5 separate regions of the Mus musculus genome follow, and all the other regions are linked to region 3. The links are chromatin contacts, called in public promoter capture Hi-C maps. All regions are on one chromosome and are shown on one strand. The core of a region is the stretch at or near the end of the contact, and the rest is flanking DNA. Distances in the headings are between cores, read along the strand shown. Region 1 holds the start of Pigk (phosphatidylinositol glycan anchor biosynthesis, class K). Region 2 holds the start of Lhx8 (LIM homeobox protein 8). Region 3 holds the start of Zranb2 (zinc finger, RAN-binding domain containing 2). Region 4 holds the start of Rabggtb (Rab geranylgeranyl transferase, b subunit). Region 5 holds the start of Slc44a5 (solute carrier family 44, member 5).

Evidence for each region. Promoter capture Hi-C pulls out the DNA fragments that hold promoters and counts their contacts.
Region 1: a promoter capture Hi-C map of pre-B cells shows a contact between it and region 3. The contact joins the promoter of Pigk here to the promoter of Zranb2 in region 3. A contact is called at or near these places in 2 of 39 promoter capture datasets (the C10 cell line and pre-B cells) and 1 of 484 Hi-C or Micro-C datasets (CD4 T cells).
Region 2: a promoter capture Hi-C map of second pharyngeal arch cranial neural crest shows a contact between it and region 3. The contact joins the promoter of Lhx8 here to the promoter of Zranb2 in region 3. A contact is called at or near these places in 4 of 39 promoter capture datasets (cranial neural crest, frontonasal cranial neural crest, maxillary cranial neural crest and 1 more).
Region 4: a contact with region 3 is called in a promoter capture Hi-C map of pre-B cells. The contact joins the promoter of Rabggtb here to the promoter of Zranb2 in region 3. A contact is called at or near these places in 3 of 39 promoter capture datasets (cranial neural crest, liver and pre-B cells) and 6 of 484 Hi-C or Micro-C datasets (CD4 T cells, muscle stem cells, pancreatic cancer cells and 2 more).
Region 5: a contact with region 3 is called in a promoter capture Hi-C map of pre-B cells. The contact joins the promoter of Slc44a5 here to the promoter of Zranb2 in region 3. A contact is called at or near these places in 2 of 39 promoter capture datasets (cranial neural crest and pre-B cells) and 1 of 484 Hi-C or Micro-C datasets (B cells).

What each region holds. Positions count from the first base shown.
Region 1 is chr3:152,712,627-152,715,401 of GRCm38.p6, forward strand. It overlaps Pigk (phosphatidylinositol glycan anchor biosynthesis, class K), which reads left to right and starts at 1,474. Exons shown (of 11, transcript NM_025662.5): 1 at 1,474-1,601. The coding sequence starts at 1,509.
Region 2 is chr3:154,329,292-154,331,991 of GRCm38.p6, forward strand. Lhx8 (LIM homeobox protein 8) reads right to left here and starts at 1,269. Exons shown (of 9, transcript NM_010713.2): 1 at 981-1,269. The coding sequence starts at 1,061. It overlaps AI606473 (expressed sequence AI606473), which reads left to right and starts at 1,530. Exons shown (of 3, transcript NR_040387.1): 1 at 1,530-1,772.
Region 3 is chr3:157,532,790-157,535,489 of GRCm38.p6, forward strand. Zranb2 (zinc finger, RAN-binding domain containing 2) reads left to right here and starts at 1,376. Exons shown (of 10, transcript NM_017381.3): 1 at 1,376-1,685. The coding sequence starts at 1,630. 4930592C13Rik (RIKEN cDNA 4930592C13 gene) reads right to left here and starts at 1,301. Exons shown (of 2, transcript NR_152231.1): 1 at 1,221-1,301.
Region 4 is chr3:153,910,951-153,913,650 of GRCm38.p6, forward strand. It overlaps Rabggtb (Rab geranylgeranyl transferase, b subunit), which reads right to left and starts at 1,253. Exons shown (of 8, transcript NM_011231.2): 1 at 975-1,253. The coding sequence starts at 1,109. It overlaps Gm24494 (a small nucleolar RNA gene), which reads right to left and starts at 740; the gene lies at 660-740. It overlaps Snord45c (small nucleolar RNA, C/D box 45C), which reads right to left and starts at 1,239; the gene lies at 1,179-1,239.
Region 5 is chr3:153,972,043-153,974,742 of GRCm38.p6, forward strand. It overlaps Slc44a5 (solute carrier family 44, member 5), which reads left to right and starts at 1,394. Exons shown (of 22, transcript NM_001081263.1): 1 at 1,394-1,756. The coding sequence starts at 1,723.

The sequences.
Region 1 (2,775 bases), core at 224-2,723, 4.8 Mb before region 3:
GAGAAAGGACTGAAGGAGCTGAAGGGGTTTGCAACCTGTAGGAAGAACAACAATATCAACCAACCAGACCCCCCAAAGCTCCCAGGGACTAAACCACCAATCAAAGAGTGCACATGGAGCGACCCATGGCTCCAGCTGCATATGCAGCAGAGGATAATTTTGTTGGGCATCAGTGGGAGACGAGGCCCTTGGTCCTGTGAAGGCTAGATGACTCAGTGTAGGGAAATGCTGTCAGTGTAGGTCAGTCTGTTGTAGTAGAAGCAGTGGGAGGGGTGATGGGATAGAGGGTTTCCAGAGGGGAAACATGGAAAGAGGATAACATTAAAAATGTAAATAAAATATCCAATTAAAAAAAAAGGGCTTTTGTGGGGAGTGAAGAGATAGCTCAGTGGTTAAGAGTACTGGCTGCTCTTGCAAAGGTCCTGGGTTTAGTTTTCAGAACCCACGTGGTGATTTAACAACCATCTCTGGTTCCAGAGGATCTGATGTCCACTTCTGACCTCTGCAGGCAATGCACACACATTGTGCTTAGGCATATATGTAGGAAAAATATCCATACACGTTACATAAAATCCAAAAACTAAAGTTGTTTTGTGTGTGTGTGTGTGTGAAACAAAAAGGACACAAAACACTTTCAAGCAAAACTGGCCATGGTAGCACGTGCTTTTAATGTCAGCACGTGGGAGACAGTGGTAGGCAGGTCTCTCTGTGAGTTCAAGGTAGCTTTAGGTCAGGCAGGGCTTCATAATGAGACCTTGTCTCAAAAAAAATTAAAAGAAATATTCAAAGAATAATTAAAATGGATGAGTAATAGTGTTACAACAAAAATTTTTTTCAAAATTAGAAAACAGAATGACCAGAAATACTGTATATTTTTTCCCTTCTGTATGGTGTCTGTGTGTACGTGTGTGTACGTGTGTGTACGTGTGTGTGTGTGTGTGTGTGTGTGTTTACAGGCCCACTTATGGAAGCCAGAAGCAGGTGTTGGGTGCCACCTCTTTCTGACTTGATCTCTTGAAGCAACATCCTTCACTGAACCCATTTTTTTTCCCCTGTAGGTTGGCAGTCATTAAACCCCAGTGATCATATTTCCATTTTGTCGTCCTTTAAGATTTAGAAATCTTGGACCACATAGCCAACTAACTGATAGCACCACACCAAAGGGAAACATCAAATATTGTGGATCCCCAAATTATCTTTTTAAAATTTCCTCCTTAAATATTGTGTCTATTTTACAAAACAAACCTAGAAACATAGCTGAGTAAGTAATTCTCCAATTAGGTTGCCCCGGCCACTCCAGAACCTGAATGGAGGAAGGTGTATGCGGTGGCAAACAAAACAAAACAACAAAATGAAGCAACAAAACAAAACAAAAACTAAAACAACTCAAGGCCACTACCATGGGAAGAACAAACCAAACCACACCCCCCCGTGCACGGCAGCGGCAGCGCTGCTTTACGGCACTCGCCCCGCCCCTTTGCTCTTCGGGGCGTGAGAAGCCGGCAAACATGGCGGCCCCCTGCTTCCTCACTCTGCGGGTGGCTACCCTGGCCGCCTTGGCGCTCTTGTCTCTCGGCAGCTCTGCCGCTGGACACATCGAGGTAGGCATCGGTGTCTGTTGAGGACCGACCCCAGGGAGGACCGTGTGACTGTGAGCGCCTCAGGTGCAGGACGCACGGCCCCTGAGGGCAGCCGCCTGCAGCGTCTTCCCTCCCCGGGCTGTGTTGTGGGATTCAGGACCGTCCGTCCTGAGGACAGGGACCGGACACAGCCTTTTAGAACGCCCTGTTAAGAGTGCGAAGCCAGCGGTGACGAGGGAGGAGGACCCGGTCCTCTGCTCCTGTGACAGGCAGGGCACGCGTGGGGACTGTCATGGCTTTGGTGTTTTGCTCCTCCGCCCTGACCTCCTCCTCCCTGAGGCTGCAGGACGTCTGGTTTCTTTACGATGCTGTTACCAGCGATTTCCCCAGCGACGCGACTTGGATTTCTAGCATTATTTTTTAGACCTGCTTGCCCGGGCGTCAGCACACACTGTAAAAACACCTCGTCCAAGTTTATCACCGAGGCTGCCCTAGTCTCCTAACTCAGCAGGGGCAGTTCTGGTTTAGTCTGTTCTCTGAGCTGAGGACGGAGTAACTTTTCAAATGCTGACCTGATCATGTCACTCAGGACCCCTTCTTGAAATCTCTTACACCTTCTTTAAATGTCTAGCTTTGTTAAGCTTTCAGTTTCACAAACCACTGGGACCCTTTTGCCATTGGCCCAATTTTTTTTTTTTTGGTCTGGAATTGTCTTTTCATCTTTTGGGTATTCGCCCAAAATGTCACTTCTGTAGGGAAACCTTCCCTTACAAAGTCATGTTCCCCTGTTACAATTACAGACCACATTTGGTGTCTTTATATATTGTGTGGTGAGTTCTTTGCTAACGTGTGTCTATTTAACTGGACAGTAATCTCTGATGAAGGCACGCACTGTGATCTGCTGTCATCCCCGACAGGATAGATGTCTAAGCATACAGTGAATCCGTAATTGTACATTGTAGTGCAGTGCATTTACATGTCCACCTGTATTAAACTCTGATGTGCTTGAGAGAAGATTGCATGCCTTTTGGTGATTTTCCTATCACCGTATTCCGTGGTGCTTGGCACGTAGAAGGTGCTCCGTTAACTAAATGTTGACTGATTAACGTTACATTGCTGCTACAGAGTTCTCAGTAAAGTTTCAATGGAGCAACAAGTTTGAGCCTAGAAAGGACGCTAGAGATTATTTAGGTCA
Region 2 (2,700 bases), core at 19-2,518, 3.2 Mb before region 3:
ATTTTAGAGCACGCGGACGCGTCGCTCAAGTGTCCCCAATCCCTGGCTGCACTTTCAGTTTTGTTCTATAAACGAATGCAATCTCTCTGAGAAGTCTAGTTTAGGGCGAGTGGGTCCGCGGATTCCAGCAGCCCACACCCCTCGCTTTTGCGTCCCTTTGTCTCCTTTTCCTCTGTCTTCCGAAAGCTCCAGGTGAGCCAGCGGCCGCACGCCTGGGTAGCCCCGGCGCAGCTGCTCCCGGGCGCGTCTTCGTGGACAGAAAGCATCCAGACAGAAACGCTACCCGCAACCGTCAGACAAACACGAAGCCAGCACTACTCTGCCCATGTCCAGCCGATACCCCCACCCCGGCCCTGCTCTCCAACAGTTTAGGAACCGAGTTCCACCATAAAATGCGAGCACCCACGGGTCTTGCCTCCGGAGTAGGTGACAGCTTGCCAGGTCTCCCCGTTAGGCTCGCCTCGTACTGCGAAATTTGCCCTTTTGGTATTTCCAACGAAATCGTTCTTTTGTCCCTTTCTAAGAGCGGGCGGGCCCTGGAAGACTCAAGTCCCCAGGTCTGTCGCCGCCGGGTCTCAAGCCCCACATTCACCTTATCCGTGGCAAGAGCCAGCGTTCAGCAGAGCGCAGCCATTGGTATCTGGTGCCCTGAGACAAACACCTAGACCCCCGGCCCCTGCCCCAGACTGCCGCGAACAGCCCGTCACGTAGAATACAAGCAGGACTCACGTTGCCCCGTGAGCGTCTTAGGCTCCAGGTTTCGTCTCCCAAATTAGAGTGTCCATGCCTTAGGTTAAGTGAGCCCGTGGGGAGGGGACGGAGTGATTACTACCTAACGCTACTACGTAATAAAAAAAATTGTCAGGTCTGGAGACGAGGCAGTGACAGGTAGTTTCCCAGCCTGGTTTAGGGGCCGGACAACTCTCTTCTCTCAAGGAAACTCCTATTCAACAGATCCCGCCCGGTGTAGGCTCGCTTACCTTCTCGCGGGGAACCGCCAGCTCCGGCACTTCCTTTCCCTCCAGCTTACACACAAACATCTGATCGCTCTTCCAATACATGGCCCCGCAGGCGCTGCTCGTCACATACCAGCTCCAGAGGGTCAGAGGCTGTGGGTGTCCGCAGTGTCCCCTCCTCCGCCCCCAAAGGCCAAGGAAAGCTAACAGGCAGAACAGCGATGCCACCAGTGTGTCTTGTTCCAAAAAGGCCACAGTGACCGTAACCACTCTCTGACCCACTGTTCTTCCTCTCTCAGCCACACTAAGGCCTGTCCCTCCAGGAAAAGAGGGAAAGTTGTGTTTTCCAGAGGGTGGAACCTCGCAGAGAGGAGGGGGTGTGGGGGAAAAGTCTTTTCCTGAAGGGACAGCCTCACCTCCTTATGAAAAACCCGCCTTCTCTACATGTTAAGATCTTTATCTGCACCAGACAACTTACTCTGAGTTCAGTGTTAAAGGTGGGGGGGAATTGCGGATGTCCGTTAACTTGCCTTTTTTTTTTCTTTTTAAGAATAAGCTTTCTGCCTCTGAGTTGTCTTTAAATTCTCGCTCCCCAGCCAAAACCTAAACAAAGATTCGGGTTACAGCTCTTTCAGCGGCTCACGGAGGGAAAGCGGAGGTCTTCTGGATTCCCAAGTCTTAGGTCTCCCTAAATGCGCACCAATGGTTCTCTCTACATTTTCGAAAGGTTTTCCCGTTAAGATAATGAAGGGACAAACGAAGGACTAGATTTGATTCGCGACTAGATTTGAAATCAAGGATACAAGAAAAACGAAAGTATGTTACGATTTTTTTATTTTCTTTAATTCTAGACAAACGGTATGCCATAGATAGACTGCTGCGCACTCCACATTCCCGTGCTTAAGTGTGAACGTTTGAATGTGAGTAGGGTAGAGATAATTTTTATCTGAATTGGAAAGTGTGAGGTTTTTTGTTTGTTTGTTTATGAGGTCTCACTTTGTTTATAGAAGAAAAATTTTGTAAGAAGTTATTTTTTAATTACTTTTATTTATTTGTCCCTTTAGATAAGCAAAAGAGAAACGTTTGGAATTTAAGTGATATAAGAACATCCTGGAGTCAGTTTCTCAAGCCTTATAACAAAACCATGCTTTTGTTACCTTAGTTAGACAGAAATATATGTAGTGAAACACAAGGAAGAGCAATCTTACTCCCTTGTCTTATTTTAGCGGGAGAAGAAGAACCCAGACCAGCCATCAGGGGTAGTGGAGGGGCCAGCAGCAACTAATGCTGACCACACTTTCTCTGGACAAAATGAGCATTGGGGTGGGCAGGGATTAAAGGTTTTCTTTGATTGCCCCTTTCCTCCTTAAACACAGAGGACGTTTGAACATACGCCATCTCGGCTCTCCTTTTCAGCCATTACATACACTTTCATATTAGCACCCTCTGGCCGATGCCCATCAGGAGATCTCCATTAAATTTAGCGTGGAGTATGAGGGACCTGAGATTTAAGAATCGACTGTATTCTGGTAAAGCATAGAACGGTGGAGGTTTGGACCGACTGCCCGAAAAGCTAAATAGTGGTTGTTGTTGCTGCTGCTGCTTCTGTGGCTTCTGCTGCTGATTTTCGTCAAAAGCGAAAATCAGGAGTGGGTGAGGGAATCCACATAATAAAGTATTTTCCATACGATTCTGATCAGAGATGAGAGAGAGAGAGAGAGAGAGAGAGAGAGAGAGAGAGAGA
Region 3 (2,700 bases), core at 126-2,625:
TGATGCCAACCCCAGGATTGCTTGCTAAAAGAAAATAAAAATTCCACATTACCCAAGATAAAAATCCAGGAAAAAATCAGTGATTATACAATATGAAATAACTGGGAAGGTGTGGACAATTATCAGAATAAAATACATCCAAGAGCTTTCAAGTGAGATGATCAAGATGAATATAAGTATCAAAAGTGTTAGACATTAAAACCAAAGCAGTTTAATGATTTTTTTTTCTCCTGGATAAGAGCTATATGCGAGAAATATAAATGCCAGAACCCGTGTGCACAAATGTTCACGAGAGTTGATCAACAATGCCAAAACATAGATTTGGGTGTTAACTGTAAGAATATTTGCAAGAATATTTGCATGGGGGAGGGGGGAGCTAGAGAGATGGCTCAGTGGTTAAGAGCAGTGATTGCTCTTCCAGAGGTCCTGAGTTCAGTTCTCAGCAACCACATGGTGGCTTACAACCATCTGTAATGGGATCGGATGCTCTCTTCTGGTGTGTCTGAAGACAGCTACAGTGTACTCCTATAAATAAAATAAATAATCTTTTAAAAAGAATACTTGAATGCACGTTGTGACAAAGTGCAGGGTTTGGGGCTTAACTGTCACAAGAAAGAATTGTGAATATGCATGACTGAAATAAAAGTGAGCTACATGCAACTAACTGCAAACTCAGAAACTACGCGGAACTAAAAGCAACCCTCTGTCACAGTAAATTGTACCATTTCTCACTTTAAAAAATAAGCATACAGTATATGAACTAAATCTTTTATAAAGAACGAGAATAAACCCAAAGGGCCAGTGTTAAATCTGGGGAAAGGTAGTGAGTTGGGGTCAGAATTGTATCAATACTATTTCCTATTTCTAAAACCTTGGGGTGGCTCCTCTGTGTACAGGGCTTATCTCTCACACATATTAAATATTTTTAAAGCTAAGTTTTTAAGCAACAGCCCAAGAAGGAGAGATATCTCCCTTCATTAATATGACTTTTCCATCCAAATACTAAGCAGCCTAACTACACAAGCCAGGTGGAGCTAAAAGTGAGACCCTATGTTCTCACAGGAAAAAAAGTTTATCTTTTTGACGTGGCCTACAGAAGCCTGACAGAGGTTCCAAGTGGTATGTATGAAACAGTAATGTCCGGGGCAACCTGGTTTAATCCTCAGTCTCTGTCCAAAAATAAAAATAAAGTATCTTCTCCAAAGACTCGAGCCTCCCACCTTATTGCTCGCCCCAGTAAACCCTAGGCAACGCGCAAGCCCGTGGGCTATCGAGCCGCGCCGAGTCACTTCCGCCTCTGCGCCCTAGCCCCGCCCCGGAAACGGAAGCGCCTTTCTCTAGGGTCCTTCGGCCTGCGGAGAACTCGGCTGCGATGGCCGCCGGGCCGGGCTGTCCTCACAACGCCTGCTCAGGAGCTCGGTAAGGCCGAAGCGAAGCAGAGCCTCAGGACGGGCTGCTGGCTCCTGGGCGTCGTCTCCGCACCGCTGCTCCAGGCTCGCGGTCCGGCGGTGTGAGTTCTCCCCCACCCCAGGGAAGGGCGGGTCCGGCGGCGCGAGGACAGCCCGGCGCGAGGCCCCCGCGGCTCCGGTGGGGACGTCGCTGCGGGCGGCACTGCTGCTGGCGTCCAAGATGTCGACCAAGAATTTCCGAGTCAGTGACGGGGACTGGATCTGCCCTGACAAGAAGTGAGCGTGGCGGGATACCGTGGGACCTGGGGTGGCCGGGAGGTCCCTGTGAGGGCGGCGACGGGGTCGCGGCCTTTGTGGGGACGGCGGGGCGGTCGCTGCCGGCCTTGAGCGGTCGCGGGCGGCCCGCACGTGACCCCGCGCGGAGCTGAGCTCACGGTTCAGTGGCCCTGCTCCGAGCTCTGCCGGGGCCGCTCGCTGTCCCTCCCTCCCTCCGTCCCTCGCTCCCTCCCTGCGGCCGCCGTGCTTTCGGGCCTGCGATCCGTCCCCAGTGACTTGGCTTTTCTCATCCTCCTGCCGAGAGGCAGGAGGCCTGGGCACGTACGTGGCCGGGAAGCCGGTGTGCTCCGCTTATGGCCACAGAGATCGTTCTGAATAGGTGTCCCTATTTTTAAAGAAAAGTGATGTACCAGCTCGTGTTCTTGGAAAGCCAGAGTCAGAGCTGAAGGAAACCCGGGTTTACTCTTCTGTCTACTGCAGAGCGTCTAGCCTGAAGTACCTTTGCTAGAAAATACATTGCTCGACTACAGTTAACACCGAAATAACATGGGCAGTGTGTGGAGAGCAAGGAAATGATGTCACTCAGATCCACTTGGTTGGTATCAGACTGATATCAGGCTAAGCATACCAAGTCAGCAGACTAGAACCGAGATCCTCTTGGACTGTCACTGCAGGAACTGTGTGACACTTTGGAACCCTTCAGAGATTAAGACACCAGCCTCTCTGCCTTCTGTGTGACTCGTAGAAAACTGTGCTCTTGTGTTCTTACTGAAAGCACCCATGTATATTTTGGGAGGACCCTTCATTCAAAGTCCTGTACACCTAAACTCGGCAGAAACTAAATGTTATTTGTACTGAATATGTAAATCAAGGAGACAGTTTTCAGAATATATTTTCAGTTTTACTTGGAACGTGTGTATTTTTTTTTAACAGAAAAAGGGACCTTAAAGTTGTCTGGAGCCATTCAGTTTAGTGTTACACTTCCTTTCACTATTTTATCTCATTCATTGTTTTT
Region 4 (2,700 bases), core at 3-2,502, 3.6 Mb before region 3:
CTGTGAACAACTCGTAAGGCTTTAGAGTGGCGGTTGCCGACCCTTTGGGCCCCACATTCTGATTCCTAACAATGAAACTAGTTATGAAGTAAGTAGCAACAAAAGTTATCTCATGGTCGGAGATCGCCACAACACGTAGAACTGTTAGGAAAGGTCACAGCAGCAAGAAGATTGAGAGCCAATACTCTTAGTCTCCAAGTGCTAACCTCAGGTGAATTAACCAAAAGCAGTATTGATGCCTACTGTTTACTAAGCATCAATTATTGCATTCTACAAATGAAGTCTATGAATACGGAAAGATAAATGACGCTAAAGATGGGAACCAAATGAAGCATTACCTCACAAGCATTTATTCAGGTGAAGGCCTCACTGGCGTGCTGCCAAACCAAACCCAAAAGAACCAGGTGCACAGTTGGCAAGAAGGCCACACATTTGGGCCTATGATTCCCACTAACTGAAAAGTTGTAAAGACAGTCAAATGCCACGCTCTCTAAGACAGAGAGCTGCTGCACAAATACTTTTACCCAAATGACTCCTCCTTGGAGGGTCCCCCCACAGCTTGGGCCTTCTCAAACTCAGCCACCCCTGCTTGCTGCTGGCAACCTCCCCGGCCATTTCCCCAGGCACACCATTACATCAAGTTTAGGTAAAACCTTTTCAAGGTCTCAGCGTAATTCTAGAGCTAAAGTGTTATGACACATCAGCGAATTCAGATAATACATGCCAACACATCATTGACCTTCAAGGTTTTACCCCAGACAGAAATGAGCAAACCCCTTCTACCTGCAGCCCTGCACTTCCGCCCTTTATGTACCAGCACATGACTGATGTGGTCAAATACCAACCTCTGATATACAAGGTACACCTATAATACATTTTAAATCAGGCCTCTCAATTAGTATTATACAAGTAAGTATTATACTTATTGCTGTTAGTCTTAGAAACCTTTCAACAGAAAAAAGAATCATACGCACATAATCATCTTTCTTTGAGCCATAGGAAGCAATATAATCGGCATGCTTCTCCAGCAACAGGGTGTCAGGCGCATCTGACTTGATAGTAACGTCTTTCTGCTGTGTGCCCTTCCAAGAAAAAAGCAGAGATCCCATTCACCATCCGGAAATCGTGACATCTCAGACTCACACATAGCCAGATCTCAGTACTTTTTTTCTTTCAGGTCTCAGAGTAATTCTAGAGCTAAAGTGGTTTATAATCAACTTTAGATTCAGAATACATGCCAGCTCATCATTGACCCGAATCTTGACGCTTATCTTTTGAGTTATGCCAGAAATACACACTCTTGCTTAACAAGTTTGAGGCTTCAGCGCACCTTTCTACAGTCTTCACATGCTAACCCCTTTGCTAAATAATCAGACCCATTAGCTCCAAATTCCACCTTCGATTCTAAGACTCACCCAATAAGTAGGTCAAAGCGATTGCCAAAATAAATTTCCTACTTTATTCAGAGTCTCGGCTATGAAGCCCTGTCTGGTCTGGAACTCCCTGTGTAGACCAGGCCACCTGCTTCTGCCTCACTTCTTTAATCCAAGAGTGTTAGGATTAAAAGGCGTGGGCCAAGGCCGACTTCCTTCCATCCCAGTTAAAATGTTTAACTATGAAACAACATTCGTAAATGATCATGTAACCTTCAAAATACAGGCACGTACAAGTCCCCGATGTTAAGAAAAAATATCAGGCGGCCCAATCCAGGAAGGCTCGCCCACGGTCCGCGGATAAGATCCCAGGCCTCGAGAAGTGCAGAAAACGCTGAGCCATACACAGCTCAAGCGGCAGTCCAAGTATGGCCTAAGGAGGCCGAGGCAGGGGCATTGCGGAGAGCTCCAGGCCAGCCTGGGCCCCACAAGAATGATCGCCTTGCAGGCCCGCCTGTTCCCCATGCTGTGCGAGCCCGCGATGCCCCGCAGCCCGACCCACCGCCCAGACCACCCCTGCCTCCGCGCACCGCAGCGACGGTGCTCTCACCATGTCCGACCGCCGAAAGACTGAAGCGCGCGGGAGCACGGGGAGTCAGGGCCCGCGCGCCTGCGCACACGCGCCCGCCCGGCCGCCCACGCCCTACGTAGCTGGCCACGCTCTGCCCGAAGGACCCCGCGGCCGCGATTTAGCCGGTCGCACACCTGCCTGAAGGACTCCGCGGTCACGATGCAGCCGGCTACGAGTCTGCCTGAAGGACCCCATGTCGCTCAGTTTGCAAAGAGCTTTCCTTAGCATTCAAGGAGCCTGGACATTGATGTCAACCACAGCGTTCAAACCCGGAGTGCTAGTGCAGACCTGTTATCCCAGCACTGGGAAAGCGGAGGCAGGAGGATCAGTGATCCAAATCCTCAGCTGTGTAGGCACTTGGAAGCCAACCTGAGCTCGAGTCCCTATCCCCAATACCCTCGAAGATTGATCAGTTATAGAGTGTCTGTTACCCAGCTAATCAAAAAGCGCCACATATATTGCTATGGAAAGATCCTTGAAAGACACCAGGTGAAAATACATGCTTCGTTTTGATCCCAGAAATCATTAAAATAAGGTTAATTTTTCCACTCTGTGCTGGTAAATTAATATGGTTTAACCTCTTCATTTTTAACCTTTTTTTAAAGTCCTGGGCCTTGAACTCACAACTGAAAATGCTAGGCATGCGATCTCCCCCGCCCAGTTTGCCTCTTCAAAGAATAAAGTATGCCTCCCCAC
Region 5 (2,700 bases), core at 144-2,643, 3.6 Mb before region 3:
CTCAGACTCTTTGACATGACGTTTGACAGGACCAGAAAACAGAAAACCACCAGAGGAATTAAGTGACTCACCCAATCTTACAGAGGTATAATGACCCAAGTCTAGAACTTATCAGTGGTTTTTGACTCTGGTGTTTTTTTTTTTTTTTTTTTTTTTTTTTTTCTATTAAACTATACTAGATCTGGGATAACCTTCTGTCAATGGGTATTGAGTTGTAATCACCGATGTCTTAGTTAGGGTTTTACTGCTGTGGACAGACACCATGACCAAGGCAACTCTTATAAGGACAACATTTAATTGGGCTGGCTTACAGGTTCAGAGTTTCAGTCCATTATCATCAAGGTGGGATCAGGGCAGCATCTAGGCAGGCATGATGCAGGCAGAGCTGAGAGTTCTACATCTTTATCTGAAGACCACTTCCACAGTAACACACCCACTCCAACAAAGCCACACCTTCAAATAGTGCCACTCCCTGAGTTGAGCATATACAAACCATCACAGCTGAATATTAGATAGATTGTATGGGAAGCTGTACTTAGGAACAAGAAAAGAAAAATGTGAATTGGAAGTGCTTTGGACTATTAAACCACCTCTACAGTGTAGATTTAAACTCATGGCCATCCTCGTGCCTCTGTCTCCCGAATGCTTGGATCCCAGACACTAGTCCCGCATCTGCCACTCTTTTAAAGCCCTGACTCCTTTATATTTTCAGATTAGCCCTAAACTTTAGCTTTTCCTGTTGCCTGGGGGCAGTAGCAGGATATACCAACCTGCCCCTCGTTAGCACCCAGGAGGGGACAGTTCCAGGGAACTTGAAACTTTGCCAGTAGGCCTCCTAACCAGAGCGAGAAAGAATGGGACCCCAGGGCCTAAGTTTCTGTAGGAGGTTAAGAAATCAGGGCACCAACTCTAACCCAGATAGGCAAACTTTATTTGCCTTTTCCTGGCAGCTCAAGAAGCGATGCTGAACTCTCAAAATGAAGAGCCTTGGGACCCGAGCAAGGTCACCTGCCAGGGTCTGGTGACAGGCCATTTGTGGGAATTCACTTCTCTTTCCCTGCAGGTCCTCCAGCTTAACATCTTCCCTCAGGAGGACCAGAAGTAGCTGACACTCCAGCGCATCGCCCAGGTGTGATTCAGGGTCTGCGGAGGAGGACTGCTCTTTTAGGTGATGGACAGATCCTGTCTCAGTCAGCTGGGGACCCCGGTGCCCTTGAGAAACAGGAATGCCAGACTGGGGTTCAGTCCAACAGCCCCCTTGAATCCTGCTGACTGGAATGTCCCTGCCGTCCTCAGCCGCTACCAACTGTCGCTGGACGAGGGTGCCGTGCCAGGGCTGGCGGCGCCCGTGGGACGGAGGGCTCGGCGAGTGGGGAGGGGGACGCGTGGGGAGGGCGGGCGCGCGATCGAGGGAGGTGGGCGCTGGGTTGGCGCTCCGGGGACCCGGCGCTGCGCCTCCAGTAGAGGCGCCGCACAGCAGAGGGGGCCGCCGTGGCCGCCGCAGAGCGTGCGGGGGCTCGGTCTGGCGGCGGGCAGCTGAGGGGCGACTGCGCCCGCGCAGCAGAGCCGAGTGGAGTGGAGCGCGCAACCTGACCGCCGCCGCCTGGCATATGCCATCACCGCCACAAAGAGCTCGCTGAGCTCAGGCGACGGAGCTCCCGGGGCTGCGCGGCACAGGAGGCTCTGCGCGGCGGACCCGGGGGGGAAGGGACCAGACTGAGGATGGCCCGGAAGAGAAAGCCCCCCAGCAGCCAGGGTGAGTCCTTCTCGTCTCCACCTCCATATCCACGTCTCCGCTGGCGGTATCGCAGCCTGGCTTGGCCAAGTGGCAGGTAGCAGCGGGCAAGAGTTTGCCTTCTGCAGGGGATGGGTTGGGGAGAGACTCTTCTGCACACGGTTGTCTCCCTCGGCCTCGGGGACTCTTGAGAAGGAGTTTGTCTCTGGTTTGGAACCTGGAGACTCTTGTCACCACACTCCCTTTCTACACTGCGGCTTGGGGATCGGGTATCTGTTGCATTTTGCCTGGCTCCTGAGGAGAAGTGACTTGGTTGCTAGAGTCAGTCTCTCTCCCTCTCCTGTTCCAACCTCTATCTCTCTATCTTCATCTCCTCTCATCTGTCTCTTTTCCTAAAGCCCTGATTCTTTCCCCTCCTTCATCTCCCGGGGCACGCGGGGAGGGGCGGCTGCGGGGGGGGGGGGGCAGGCAAGTTCTGCATCCATTTTCTTAATCTTCCCATCCCTGGTTGTCTGGCTGTCTCTCTCCCCACCCCAACCTATTGTCAAGGGCCTTGCTACTAGCCAGATCCTTGTGGGCTCTTGTCCAGACGGGCTTGGACTCCAACTGGGTCATCCCCCTGTTGCTTCTTTGGAAATACATTTGCCAAAAGTTGGAAAGTTGAGGGGTGGAAAGGATGCTGGAAGGTTGTGGGAAGAGCTTGTTGCTAGGGTAACTCGAGGCACCTCTGCTCACTTTGGGCGAAACCAGGGAAAACCTGCCTCCTGCTTGGCTCCCATCAGCCCTGGGGAACAGGTGCGCGGAGCGCAAACTCAGCGAGGTAGTGACTCGCTGCCAGATCCTTCCCTGGCTGCAGCACTGGGGACAGAGGGAAGGGGGTGACAAGGCACCAAGCAGCACGAGAAGGGCATGCATATACAGACAGGAACCCGAGGGTTGTTTCCAGGAAGAACGATCAATGTTTA